Regions from separate parts of the Mus musculus genome. Here region 1 is linked to region 2. The links are chromatin contacts, called in public HiChIP or PLAC-seq maps. All regions are on one chromosome and are shown on one strand. The core of a region is the stretch at or near the end of the contact, and the rest is flanking DNA. Distances in the headings are between cores, read along the strand shown. Region 1 overlaps Ablim2 (actin-binding LIM protein 2). Region 2 holds the start of Sh3tc1 (SH3 domain and tetratricopeptide repeats 1).

Region 1 (7,009 bases), core at 2,769-5,268, 42 kb before region 2:
CACCAAATACAAGGAGGCAGAGCAGAGAATGCTGGGAGAGGCGGGGCGATAGGCTGGGGTCAGTGATGACACAGTTTGCATAAAAGGGTTCTGGAAATGGATGACCTACAAATGTCACTCAACTGGGCACTTAAATAGTAAATTTGATGTTGTACATGTTTTACAATTAAAAAAAAAATAACACACTAAAACAAAGGCTGCTCCCACCTGGAGACAGGGAAGATTGTGGCTGAGCCACAGCCAGGCACAGGCAGTAAAGATGCACTAAGCAGGGACAGACCTATTAAGGAAGGGAGGTTTGACGCTGGTGAAGGAAATGAGGCTGTGAGGAGAGCAGAAATGGTACCCAAGCCAGGGGAGGTGCAGGGACCACAGAGAAAGGCTGGAGGAGGCAGACTGTAGCCCTCCTCAGGTGACGAGGACACACACGCTCTTTCCAAAGCAAACTTACCTCTTGAGTGCCTCGTCCACTTCCCTGGCCCTATGCTGGTAGTCAAGATGGGCGTGGGGAGAGCCTTGAAAACACACAGGCAAGGGTACAGCCACAGCAGAGGCCAGCCTCCTCAGTGACATCACTCAGGCCAGCACAGGAGACACCAGATTCCCCACTCTCCAGGGTCAAGATCATGGGAATGGCAGCCAAGAGTTGCTTTGGAAGCAGAGGAGGTCTGGGCTGCTGGACAGCACCTTTAGAAACTCCCCACTGGACAGCAGAGCCAGTGGCCCCTGAGGGTTCTCTGAGCTCACTCGGCATGAGCCCAGCCTCAGACACTGTCACCTCCCCTTAGCCTCCCACTGCATGGCCTTGTCTTATCCACACAAGTCACTCAGTCCTAAGAGACCAGATGTCACAAAACATCAGAAGGTGGTGGGAAGGGGTGAGTCTCTGATCCCAGCTTGGTCTCTTTCTAGCCATGTGGCCTTGGCTCTTCCCTCAACCCCCAGGGCCCTTTGTGTTTCTGGGGATGTTCAGCGAAGTCTAATGGAACTCCAGTCTCAGAGTGTTCTGAGTTGTGCGCACTGTGCTGTGCAAACGGAAGCTGTAATCATGGATCATAAACCCACAGGCCCAGGCCCCAGACTCGACCTCCTCTAATTGCTGGCTTCTTCCTGCCTTGCAGACCGCAGCCTCCCTGCAGAGTTCAGAGCTCCCGCTGCAATTCATTTCTGCCCACCAGAGTTCATAGGCACCTGGGGAAATGGCTCTTGCCAGACGCGCGCACACACGAGTGTGTTGATGTCAGTCAGGTGGCTGATTTCTGAACGATCCGGTCTCCCTAAGTAGGAGAAGAAGGCCTGTTCAGTGCCAGGCCCTGGCTCTTGGCCTGCAAAATGGAGAGGCAGAGGTAACCGGCCCCTCCCCTCAGCCTTGAGCTGCTGCAGCCCCCAGGACAAGATAGCTCCTCGGGATGCAGGCTCTGTCCTTCCCTGAATAACCCCCCTTTATAGGACTGAAAGCAAGGGCTGGCGATGTCAGCCTCCAAAGAGTACAGGCTCCTCCCTGCATCTCTGGCTCTCATGGTCTGTGTGGTTCTGTACACCATGGACACCTGTCCCTAGCCAGGAATTCCCCTAGGACAAGGGCTCTGCATTGTATGACTACTGCCATATACCCTAGCTGGGGACAAACCAGAAGCCCCCCCCCAAGCCCCCCATACCCAGGAAGAACACTGGTGAGGTATTTACAGTGACCTTCCACCTAAAGGTATGGAGGGCATGTGTCCCAGGCCCCATCAGTCCTGAGCCTGAAAGACCGAATCTTGAGGCCATGGCTTCTCCCTAAGCCTGGGTGGCTTGGCACAGTTCCCAGGCTGCAGGCAGAGGCTATACTGCTTGTGGCTGCCTGTTGGCTCCTGGCAATCCTGAGGCATGGCTGTGGTCACGACATGGGCAGGGAAGGGACCCAGGGCTTCCAACAAGAAGCCTTGCCCATGACCATTCGTGTAGCACTGGCTTCATGGTCCCTTGCCCCAGCATGCCCCCTCGGTTGGCATGATCCCTTGCTGGAGCTATGTGAAGCCCCTGGTCCACAGCAGAGAGTCAGCCTGAGTAGACCCCGATAAGACCTGGTGTGGGTGTTACAGAGAGGGAGCTGGGAGAAGACATAGGATGTAGCCTTGGCTCCTGTCCCCTCCCATGTGTAGTGACAAATGCCCAGGTCCTCCCTTAGTCACAGCAGCTCCTGGTACTGTCCTCCCCTCCCTCTGTGGCAGAGCATCTTAAACAGGATGTTGTCCTGTTAGTCCGTATGGCCAGATCAGCAGAATCCTATGCAAAGGGGGTGGAGCTTGTGGAAAATGCAGATCTGGGACTGGCCAGTGGTATCAGCACAGCCTGGGGGGCCCAGGAATCTGCACTGCTGGTGCTTGGAGCATTTGGCTTCTCCTTGTCTTCCTCACCTTCCACCCCTGCTTCAGGCTTGGGTCCTCACTGAACACAGCCTCACAGGAACCCCAGGACTGAGAGGTCTTACAGTGTCTCATCTGAGTGTGGAACCCACAAACACAAAAGACAGACAGCACACCAGGCAGGTGGCACAAATGAAGCCACTCCAGGACATCCTCCTGCAAGGGACCCTTCTCTCACTCCGTCGTCAAGTTCTTATTCGATGGTAAGATACCACCTCCTCCAGGCAACATGCCAGGATTTCATTGAGGTCAGGTTCTACCCACTGCCTCCTTGAAAAGTTCTTCCTCGCCATGTGTAGTTAGTTAGCATCTTGTGCGTCTTCCTCAATGGATGGGGACTTCTGAGGGAGGAATGCCATCCTAGCCAGAGTTGGACACAGAAGTGACTCTGCCAGCATGTCTCAAAACTACTGTACTGACTGTTAGGAGCCAGTTGTCTTAAGGACACTGGGGCAGGGTAGGGGATGCCCCAGCTGAAGAAGGCTAAGGTCTAGGAGCCATGTCTCCTGGCATCTGTCACATCAGCAAATGTCATGTCCTTCTTAGACAATTACCCAGCCAGCTGCCCGATTTAGACAAGTGCCTTGCTAGCTTAAGCAGAGAGCCCTGTATGAGACCCACTGAGTCTCATAGAGTGTCGGGGGGGGGGGGCTCAGAGTCAGAAAAAGGAGATACTCTAGCTTAGAATAAACCACCAGTGGGAAAGAGGCCCCAGAGCCCCTGGTATGGGACAAAAATCACCCCAAGATTCCAACTTATGGTCAGATGCACTTTCCAAGGTGCCAGCCATGGAATCATGGTCCCATTTCAAGTAAAAGGGAGGACTTACCTTTCCTTCCACAGTGAAAGTACCTTTCAGTGTATAATAAATAGTACCACAATGTCCCTGTCTCACAACAGCTGAAAAACAGGAGCCTCTGCCCGAGTGCTGATCTGTCTGTGGGAAGGGGTAGCTGGAGGTGGGAAGGAATCTGGACAGAAGGCTAGCCCAACGCTGAGTGTCACTAGGAAGGTTCCTCCTCGACTCAGTATGCCCACCTGTAAAATGGGTGACGCTTTAGAGGTGAGGTTGTCGCTTTGCTACAGATGGTCCCTATGCCCTCAGCTCACAGGGCAGTTTGCTCCACCCATGAGAGAGACACTGTTAATTATTTCAAATAGGTACCCAACCTCCAGCAGGACAGTGCTACCTGTGTTCAGGGTGGGTCTCCCCTCCCCAGTAAATCCAATCTACAAACTCCCTCCCAGATGTGCACCAGGTGCATCTGCTGGGTCATTCTAGACCCTATCAAGTATTAACCATTACAGATGGTTTCTATCAGATACAGGGCTGCCACCTTCACTGGCTTCAGAACTGGAAAGGCATTGTGGGAGACACACATTCCTGGCCTGCAGGTCTGAACCCCACTGTCCAGCCCTGCCCATCCCATGACCTTAGGCAGATCACACTTCATGTTCAATTGGAACACAATGAATGCAAATAGGAACAGTGACATCACAGGGATTTGTAAGGGTTGGAGGTCATTCCTGCACACGTCCCCAGAGCCCTTAGAAGCTATAAAACCCAGGCATTGATTGCTATGAGATAAAACAATGGGGCCCTGGGGCCCCGCCCCACCCTGGGGCCTCGCCCCACCCCTGTCAGCAGCCTGGGTTCTGAGGTCGCCACACCCGGGGTATATTTAGCTCTCCGCTGAAACACTGCCAGGTGTGAGCATTCCCTCTGACCAAGGACACGGAATTTCAGCAGAGCAGCAATCTCTCATCAGCAACGTGAGGTTTGCTCCTGCACAGAAGCCCCTCTTTCGTTCATAACTGCAGATGAACCCATCACCGGAGATCACAACACGCAAACACGTGGGCCCCTGGACTGGCAGCCTGCCAGGTGTCACTCAGAGCCCAGGCTCTGCCGTGAGTGTAGACTACCAGCCGTGGGTAGGGAAGCCAATGGCTGCTCTCCAGGGAAACATCCTTGAGACCAGTCTGAGCATCATTCACACAGCCTTGAAATGAATCAGCTCTGAGAACCCGAGAAGCAATGAGCTGGGGTAAAGGAAGAGTTCTCATCGCGCCTTTACCTCTTGATGGATTTTCCTCTGACGTAAGACAGCGCTGTGTACAAACACAGATCCTGAACTCTGCATCTGTTGATGACACCGATGCTCAGTCTATTAATCCCTCAGTATCACTTTAACGAGAGTATAATATTCTATCCTTAATCGGAAGTTCTTAGAGTGACCCAGAGATTTCTAGTAGTCCCCAAGGTGCTCTTGGGGCTTATTGAGGTCAAGACCATTTTGCTACTAAGACTAGAAAGTTCTGGACATCAGTTGATGTTATTGTTTGGATATTATGGTGGTTTGAATGAAAATGGCTCCTTAGGTTCATAGGGAGTGGCACAATTGGGAGGTGTGGCCCTGCTGGAGTAGGTGTGGCCTTGTTGGAGGAGACATGTCAGTAAAGGTGGGCTTTGAGGTTTTAGAAGCTCAAGCCAAGCCTAGTGAGTCACTCTCTTCCTACTGCCTGGGGATCCAGATGTAGACCTCTCAGCTAATTCCCCAGCGCCATGTCTGCCTGCAGGCTGCCACGTGATAAAAGACTAAACCTCTGAACTGTAAGCCAGCCCCCATCAAATGTTGTCCTTTGTAAGAGTTGCTGTGGTCCAGAAATAAAACTTTAAGACAGTTACTGAGTGTTCTCAAAAGGAGTATGTGTTGAAGGCTTGACCCCCCTATGAGGAGGAGGAGCCCTTATGAGATGCAGCCTAGAGGGAGGCCCTTGGATCACTGGAGTTAATCATCCATCTTTGTTTCTTGTCCGTAGATGTGATGAAATACTCTGACAAAAGCAACTGAAGGGTTTACTTTTGTCCTGGGCTCAAGGCACAGACCATGCCAGCAGGAGGTGCAGGCAGCAAGAGCTGGACCACAATTAGGAAACACAGAGAGAGAGATGAGCAAACATTAGTGCTCAACTCACTTTCTCCATTTTACCCAGTCCAGGTCATCCCTGTGTAAGGTGGGTCTTCCCACTTCCACTGGCACAGATGATCCCCCACAGGCCCATGTCCCAGGTGATTTTAGATAATTAACAGTAACCATCCGAGCCTCTGAAGCAGACAGTGAGGTCCCAACCTCTCCACTTCTTCTTGCTTCACTCCTGTGAGGTGAGCAGTTTCTCTGCCACATGTGCCCAAGCATCACCATCAACAACATCAGGGAACAGAAAGCAGTGGACCTGCCCAATGAGAGACTGGTACGTCTGAAACCCCAGATCTAGATAGGTACCTTCTTCTATTCATAAGTTAAATGTCCTTGGGTATTTTGTGATAGCAACAGAAAGCTAGCAGAAGATTGTACTAGAAGCTATTGACTGTAACTGTGCTAAGGCAGGTGCTATGGGCCGAGCAAGGGGTCTGGAGGCATCTGGAGGACCAGCTCAGCTACAGGAGAGTCTGCACACTGTTGGAGAAGCTCAGAGAGCAATTCAGGGAGCTCAGAAGATCAGGTTGCTACAGGAAATGTGTACAGTGGAGTCTCTGCTGAGGATAACTCAGATGGAACAGGGATTCTACCCAGAACTGGGCTCTCCCTCGTTATACCTCAGTGAGGAACATGGCTGTATTCGTCAATGTCCTGACAGCCTGTGAGAGGACAGGCTGGTTTATCTGACAGAGACCATGTCATGGCAACACAACAGTCAGGCTCTGGCAAGGGCATCTCTAGCTGGAGCGTGGAAACTGCTGGCTGCATTTCGCCAGATTTACAACAAGAAGGAGGAGCAAAGAGGAGCAAGCAGAGAAAGCTGGAAAGTTCAGCGTGGGCAGAAGGAGCCTGGGAAAAATATTAGCCGGAGGGTATGGCTGCTAACTCCCTGGCATCTTATGCCTGCGGTTCCTGAGAGAGAGGCAAGTGTCTGCAGAGACACCATAGGCACAGAGACCAGACACAAACGAGGCAAAGCTGTCTCAGAGAGCTTCCAGGACAGAATGCTTCCTTGAAAGGGCACCAGGGTGCTCAGTGTGTCTCAGGCCACCTAAGTTGGGCCAACAAGGCACCCAGAAGCCATTGCAGCAGTTGTGGTCCAAGCCAGCCCTGAAACAACCCCTTCTGCTCACAGATCTTGCACTGTCCGTGGGATGCTGGTGTCACAGCAGTGCAGAATGTGGGGTTATGGCTTTCATTGGCATGACAAAGGAAGGCCCAAAAAGACCAGGCCAAAGTTACAGGACTGGAATTCCTGCAAACGGCCCCAGGAGATGCTGAGGGAAGCCACAGATAACATATAAACCCATTGGAGAGAGGCTGTGGGTCACGGCCAACAAGGCTTGGGCTTTTTGGTGGGTTGGTTTTGTTGTTTTTATTTTGAACTTGGACTTCAAAGAAGCACTAGGGCAGGAGAGACTTGTTGGGTCTTGGAAATGGAGGGGTGCAGTGTGCACTCTGAGATTGATATGAGGCTTTGCATCGTGCAGGGACGTTACAATTTGGTTTTTTTAATTTCCCTAAGGCCGCAGTAATGAAGGCTAGGTCCTCAGGTAGCACTATTGGGAGGTGGTGACATAATCTTTAAGAGGTGTGACCAAGGGAAGTCCCAGGCCC
Region 2 (6,550 bases), core at 3,544-6,043:
CGTGCACAGCACTTGAGGTTTGGCTAGGATGGAGAGCTGGGAAATGACTGAGAGAGTAAGTTGGGCTGTGCCTCCTTAACAACCAGAGTTTTTGCCTGGCTATTGCCTCCACACTCCCATTAAGCCTAAGGCTGGCATTAAGGGGGAGAGCTGCAGAAATCCCCATCTTGGAGGGCAGTGATGTGGCCTACGGGGGGCCTCAGTTTCCAGAAATTGGTCTTAGCTGATAGAACTTTGTTCCTCACAGAGGTCCATGGGAAGTTGTGCTTGGACTGGTTAATGTTTGCATAAGCCATAGTCAAAAATCATCCCAAGGGTGACTGAGCTCTCGGAAATGCCAGGAATTCCAGGCAAGGCCTGCACAGGGTTCAGGTACACAGGGGCTCTAGGAAGTGAGAGCCCATGGGGCTTGGGACCTGGTGTCTGCCCTGGCATTGAATTTACTAGCTGGGACATGACTTCCCTTAGCTTTCTGGGGAAGTAGCAGCTGTGTAGCACCCACATGGTTCCAGTCTAGAACTTGTTGTTGTTGTTTTGTTTTGTTTTTCAAGACAAGGTTTCTCTGTGTAGTCCTGGCTGTCCTGGAACTCATCTCTGTAGACCAGGCTGGCCTTGAACTCTGAGATCTGCCTGTCTCTGCCTCTCTAGTTTGGGGACTAAAGGCTGCGCCACCACTGCCTGGCCAGTCTAGAACTCTCTACTTTCATGTCTCTGTGCACTCAGGACCCCTAGGCCACACTGTTTAAAGACCTGGCCCCCCTCCCAGCTCTGTGATCTTATCATGTAAGACTTGTCCCCTTTACTGGTGGAGGAGGGGCTGCTGGAGTCTTCATGTGCTGCCAGGCTGGTTGGGGGCATGGCTCTGGCACGGCAACCTGGACACAGAGAAGAAGAGCTCTGCAGCCATCTTCTTTCCTATGTACACATCTCCTTTTCTGGGGTGTGAGGACCCTCGCCCTTCTCATGACTGCCTTGCCCTAAGATGGGAGGGCATTGTTGAAGGGAGTCATTGTCACACACGTGGGACTTAGCCTACTGCTTCTTATCCAAAGGAGAGAGGTGATTATGGGCTTGCTAAGTTTCAGGCTAGAGGGTGATGTTTCTTCTGGCAATACTGGACCTCACTGGCCAGTATCACTACCTAGGCAGAGGCTGTCCTTTGCTGGGAGCAGGTGTCTTTGATCTGGCAGAGGCAAGGGAACTACTTCCTGTAAACCTCAGTCTGGGTGGCCTGTCTGCCTGTCCATCTGGCCTGAGTAGCCTTCAATCGCCATTTCTCCCCTTCCTTTGTTTTGCAAAGAGCCAATACTGCAATTCAGGGATGGCTCTAGTGGCCAGAGACAACCATACCAAAGAGATCAGCACCTGTTGGGCAGACAGGGTTCTGGACCTATCCATATGCACACAGCAACTGCTCACCAGCACCACGTTTGTGCTGCCCCAGCTAGTGGCGTCTAGGCAGACATGGAGGAGCAGAGTCACAGGTGTTCAGAGGATGCCCCCAGCAAGGATGCTCAAGACCCACAAGCCCGTTCTTCAGGGTAAGGGCTGGGGTCAGGGATGAGCTTGCCTTAAAGGGACAGTTGGAGTCTGCCATTCTGTTGGGATGCAGGATATTCTGCTGAGGTACAGATTGGTTTCAGGGCTAGGTAGTCTTGGCACGGAGGGTCAGGCTAGGGTGCATCTCCAAAGCTATACCTGCTTATAAGCAGGGCTGATCTCTAAGAAAAGATTCCCCTTGAAATGAAAATACATTGAAAGCCTTTCTTCCTGTGTGAGGGGCTGAGGGTGGCTCTCTCCACAAGTCAGTTTCCCCATGTGCTAGCTGTCATCCAACCATTTTTATCTGGATCCCACTGCTTGTGAGAGAAACAATGGTTTACCATCTTTCTCCTCGGTGTGATGGCTTCCCGTGCCACGCAGAGCAGGGAAGGTTTGTATTCCTGCATCCAGTCAGCTGCCCCCAGCATCTCTTCATGTCTCATATCTTAGCTGGTATTTGCTCCACATCCAGCCTTTGCATGCTCAGCCTGTCACAGGGGTCTCTCTTGAGCGAGTCACTGGTATTCAGGCCAATGTGACCGAAGAAGCTGCCTCTAGGCCCCAATAGAGCAGTCGACAGACGACACTCACCAGACCTGGTCTCCTGCTGTGTAAAGTGGTGGTGGATGGTGCCCATGCCTACCTTGGCTATTTCTCTGGTGCCCAGTTGTGATGGCAGAGTCACGTTGGACCTGGGTGGTCAGCAAAGCTAAATGCATTTCTTCTCTGAGCCTTAAAGTATACTTGTCCTCATGTTCTAGAATGATCTTAAGGTTCTGCTGGAGGCCTCTGCTCTCCTGAGCTCAACATTTATAGGCTGTTGCAGATTAATTGCAGGGCAGGGTGCTTAGCCTTGCCTAGCTGCCTATGTTAGGGAGTGGGTAGCTGCAAGAGGCTCAGCCCTTTGGGATACAGCTGGAGTTAAGTGTGATTTTTTTTCTGGTTTTGTTTTGTTTTGTTTTGTTTTGTTTTGTTTTGTTTTGTTTTGTTTTGTTTTTGGAGACAGAGCTTCTCAGTGTAACCAGCCCTGGCTGCCTTGGACTCACTTTGTAGACCAGGCTGGCTTTGAACCCACAGAGATCTACCTGCCTCTTCCTCCTGAGTACTGGAATTAAAAGCATGAGCCACCACGCTTGGCTTAAGTGCTTTTTTTTTTGTTTTGTTTTGTTTTGTTTTTCTTCTGAGTTCATCTGTCCCCTTGGAGATTCTTCACAATCCATTGTTGTCTGGTTTCTCTCCAAAAGTTGGCCTAGGAATTTCCCCTCTGAGGAAATCCTATCTCTATTGTCCTCCTGGCCTTCCCTCTGAGGCCTTCCATCACTGCCCAGGTCAGTCACCGCATCCTGGTGCCAGTCGGTACAGGGGGCTATCACAACCCTGGGGCTTCAAGCCATGGCTGGATCTTGGTGGACAGGATATGGGCTCTCCCATAGGTAGGACCTGGAGCGGATGCTCCAATGTCACACTTGTCCCCAAGGAGTCTTTTGAGTGTGCCACACAGGGGATGCTATCCAGAGGGATGGAATCAGTTTCAGAGTATATCTGGGGATAACAAGGATGCTGAGTACCAGCCCAAAGCCTACAGTCTACTGAGGGAGCCAGGCCAGGAACCTTTCTTTGTTCCTGTTGTGGTGTAATAGCATCTTAGCCTCCCAGGGATGGCTCTACCCTGTGTCTTAGATGCATCCTGCCCTTGCATTTTATAACCACAAGGATAGTCCATAATAGTAGTTGGGCTCATGACTTCATTCAGTGTGAACCTCTGGCCTCATTGGCCTGGATTGTGAGCACCCTGAATGGCAGGCTGGGAGCACCTGCCTCAGAAGGCTGGCCTTTGTCAGAGAGGCCCCCATGCAGCTTCCTTTCCTGGAGCCCGTGAGGAAGGAGAGGTAGGGCAGGGTGAGGAGCAACTGACCACTGACCACTTGTTTCTGTCTAGATACAGACAGCAAAGAATGAGGGGATAAAGGAGTGAGGACCCTGGTATCAGAGCCAGCCTGAGTTGTGGGGCCCCAGGAATACGCCTCTCTAAGTCTGTTTGATATCAAGCCTTTTGGGGACACCTGGATGATAGTTTCATTGGGTTATCACGAAGCCCTATGGCATGATCTAACCAAAGAGTTAACATCGTGGCAATGACAATTTGAACATACTACAGCCATGTCAGAGGTCAAAACGATGAGAGCTGAATACCTCCTAACTCTGTCTTTTGCAGAGGGGAAACTGAGGCTCAGGACAGTGACAGGTCTTGCCAGAGGGATTTCAATTGAGTCCGACTGGGGTTTGGGTGGCCCTCGGAAAGTCAGAACCATGTGGCCTCTGCTTTTTACAGTCTTTAGGAAGATCCTATTGAAGAGCCCTGGACCAGAAATGTACTTGCCCCTGCTGGTTGGCCCTGGAGTGAGTGCCCTGCATATATTGGGGGAGGCTCTCAGAAAATCCCCCTGGCCATGAGCCAAGAGAGCAGCTTCTGAGACAAACAGGATACTGCTCTGGGCGCACAGTGGGGACAATAGCCGGGAGAGGAAATGCCTCCAGACCCATGTATGGGTGTGGGCTTGCAGGGGCCTCTATTGACACAGCTTCCAGAAAAATAAGGCTGGTGGAAGGTTAGCATCTGGGGGGGCCTGCATTCTCTGGGGAGAAGGAGAGAGAGAGGGAGAGAGGGAGAGAGAGAGGGAGAAAGAGAGAGAGAGAGATCACAATGCACCTATACCTCCAGAACTCCTCACAGATGGAGACAGGCGGGAGGTATCCACAGCACCTAGTGAGTGTGGGAAGCAGAACTGCTCCATCTTTCACGGTGGACACAGCAAGGGCCTAAGAACAGGAGACGGGCCTGAATCTGGGCCACAGGGACATTCTCAGGTCAGGCTACAGCCTGTGGAAAGGTAAAGTGTGTGTCCCCTCCAACCCTCCCAGGCTTGGCTCAAGGTTGTGGTACTTGTGAGCAGAGAAGGAGACTGGACCCTTTCTTCTCCCAGAATGCTCCCTGTTGGTGTCAGTGGGCTCAGATAAGGCCAGCGGCAGAGTGAGAAGCAAAACGTGTGTATTTTGTGTGTGCACATGCAGACATATGTGCTAGGTCTGTGTATATGTCTCTAAGGCCACCCACATGTCTGCATTGCATGTGTATGCACGTGTGCAGAAGGGAAAAGGGAACAGAGAGCTGGGCTGGGTTTAGCAGGGCAAGAGAGCCGGCCTCCCGTGGACTTCCCCAATCTCAGCACCAAGGGTGTCCCCGGCCTTTACCACAGAGCACGGGGCTGGCAGTGGGCAGGCAGGGACAGGGCCTGGCTCTGGTCCACAAGGAGCTAATGATCAACTGGCCACTGGAGTCCTTGCCGCAGCACCTCAGCCTGCCTTGGGTCTCCAGGCCCCTAGGCTCAGGGAGGAAGTGGGGCAGGAAGCAGGGGGCGGTGGCAGTACTGAGCAGTCAGCCGGCTGTGGGCGGACTCTGCCTGTCCAGGCCAGCTGGAGACAGCCCGTAGGCCAGTCAGCAAGGAGCCGAGCCAGTAGTGGCCACCTGGCACCTGCATTCCTGAGCCTGGGAGGAAGCTGTCTGAAGAACTGATCACAGGTAAGGGAGTATGAACAGAGGGTATGGGCTGTGTGAGTGTGCTGTAATCGGGAGAGCCTGGCTTTGCCACAACTGTATCTAAGAATAGTATTCCACCTTCCTCTTTCTTCTGGCTTGCTTCGGGTTGGGGTGAGCTGTTGGAGACTGGCACTCAGCACCCCGGGGCTCTGCTAAACTGGCCGAGATTGCTCAGATGAGACCGACTGCTAATTGTGACTTCGGACCTGGCCTTCACACTGACTCTTTGCAAATGTGTCCTTGAGGTCTCAACCAGATCATGGGAATTGAGTGGCAACATAGAATTCAAAAGCCACTGGGCCCCAAATGATGAACTCTATCTAGCCTTGGTTCATTCCAGGCTGTGACAAGCACGCCTGTACTAGCATGGGTGCTTCATGGCGCCCCCGTGGCTGTGACCTGGCCTTTCTGAGGTCACTCTGGGTTTCTTTATGCTAGCCAATGAAATGCATGGCTTGACTAGAGTCACTGACCACTGTCTCTGGAGACCTCAACAGGCGCAGGCTGCGTCAGGGTTCCAGGGTTCCAGAGCCTCCTTTCGCTCCTTGTCCTCTCTGCCTTCCTCACCCTAGGATGAAGAATAGCCACTTGCAGGTGGGGCAAGAATCCAAGTTAATTGTGTTCAGGTTGAGGGATGAGACTCCCACCACCTGACTTACAGTCCCTGCTGCTATGACCCTGGCTGGCCCAAACCTTGGGTTGTACACCCGTGATAGGGGTGGGATAGGGCTCACCCTCTGGGATGAGGTTAAAGGTCAAGACTGAGGAAGATGCTGTACAGTGCTGCCGCCTTTATATGACACGTTGTTGATTTCATGAAACTTCTTGCGTCAGGCACAGTGCCTGTCTCTTTAGTCCATAGAATCACGTGAAGCCCATTTTCCCTGAGAGAAGCCTTCAGGGTATCACTGTGTTTCATGGCTGCCATAACAAACTACGACACACTTGTTCTCTTAGGGTTTGAAAGCCAGAAGTCAGAGACAAGGGTGCTGCCTCCAGAGTTGCCAAGGCAGGGTCTCTTCCACTTCTTCCAGCCCCTGCTTGTCCCTGAATGGCCCCTGCTTCTGTGTCATATGTCCTCTTCTTCTGTGTGTCTTGTTCTCTGGAGAAACCCCAGGCACCAGGCAGAGACATCACTTTAATCTGGCACAACCACCTAGTCTAATTGGGACCACTCTAATCCAACATCCAACAGGACCGCGCCCTACGGAGGTCAACTTCATCTGAAACCACCTGTTCCCAATCAAGTCCCCACTCTCAAGTTCCTGGTCAGTGTGACTGGAGAATACTGCCACCTCCAGGCAAAGTCTCAATAGCCCTGCAAAAGCAGAGGCTGGGGATGCACCTTGGTGGGTCCCTGGCCAGACCTTTTGGAACACAGGCAGGGCTAACCACAAAGGCTCCTCCTTC

What was found. HiChIP or PLAC-seq counts read pairs in DNA pulled down with a chosen protein or histone mark.
Region 1: an H3K27ac HiChIP or PLAC-seq map of embryonic stem cells shows a contact between it and region 2, with 19 read pairs. The contact joins the enhancer-like site here to the promoter of Sh3tc1 in region 2. A contact is called at or near these places in 5 of 39 promoter capture datasets (the 3T3-L1 cell line, 3T3-L1-derived adipocytes, embryonic stem cells and 1 more), 5 of 484 Hi-C or Micro-C datasets (CD4 T cells, bone marrow-derived macrophages, embryonic stem cells and 2 more), 7 of 115 datasets of contacts at active chromatin or transcription factors (embryonic fibroblasts, embryonic stem cells, heart atrium and 1 more) and 3 of 9 other capture datasets (adipose tissue, liver and pancreatic islet).

Annotation. Positions count from the first base shown.
Region 1 is chr5:35,768,295-35,775,303 of GRCm38.p6, reverse strand. The region is part of intron 1 of Ablim2 (actin-binding LIM protein 2); the gene reads right to left. Among named protein-coding and RNA genes, the nearest start is that of Ablim2, 14 kb to the right of the region's middle. Within about 2 kb of position 4,018, at least 34 of the 459 cell types and tissues checked have an H3K27ac peak or open chromatin away from gene starts, as enhancers often do. A contact at or near this core is called in embryonic stem cells, heart atrium and pancreatic cancer cells, where this site is marked.
Region 2 is chr5:35,727,519-35,734,068 of GRCm38.p6, reverse strand. Sh3tc1 (SH3 domain and tetratricopeptide repeats 1) reads left to right here and starts at 4,793. Exons shown (of 18, transcript NM_194344.2): 1 at 4,793-5,122.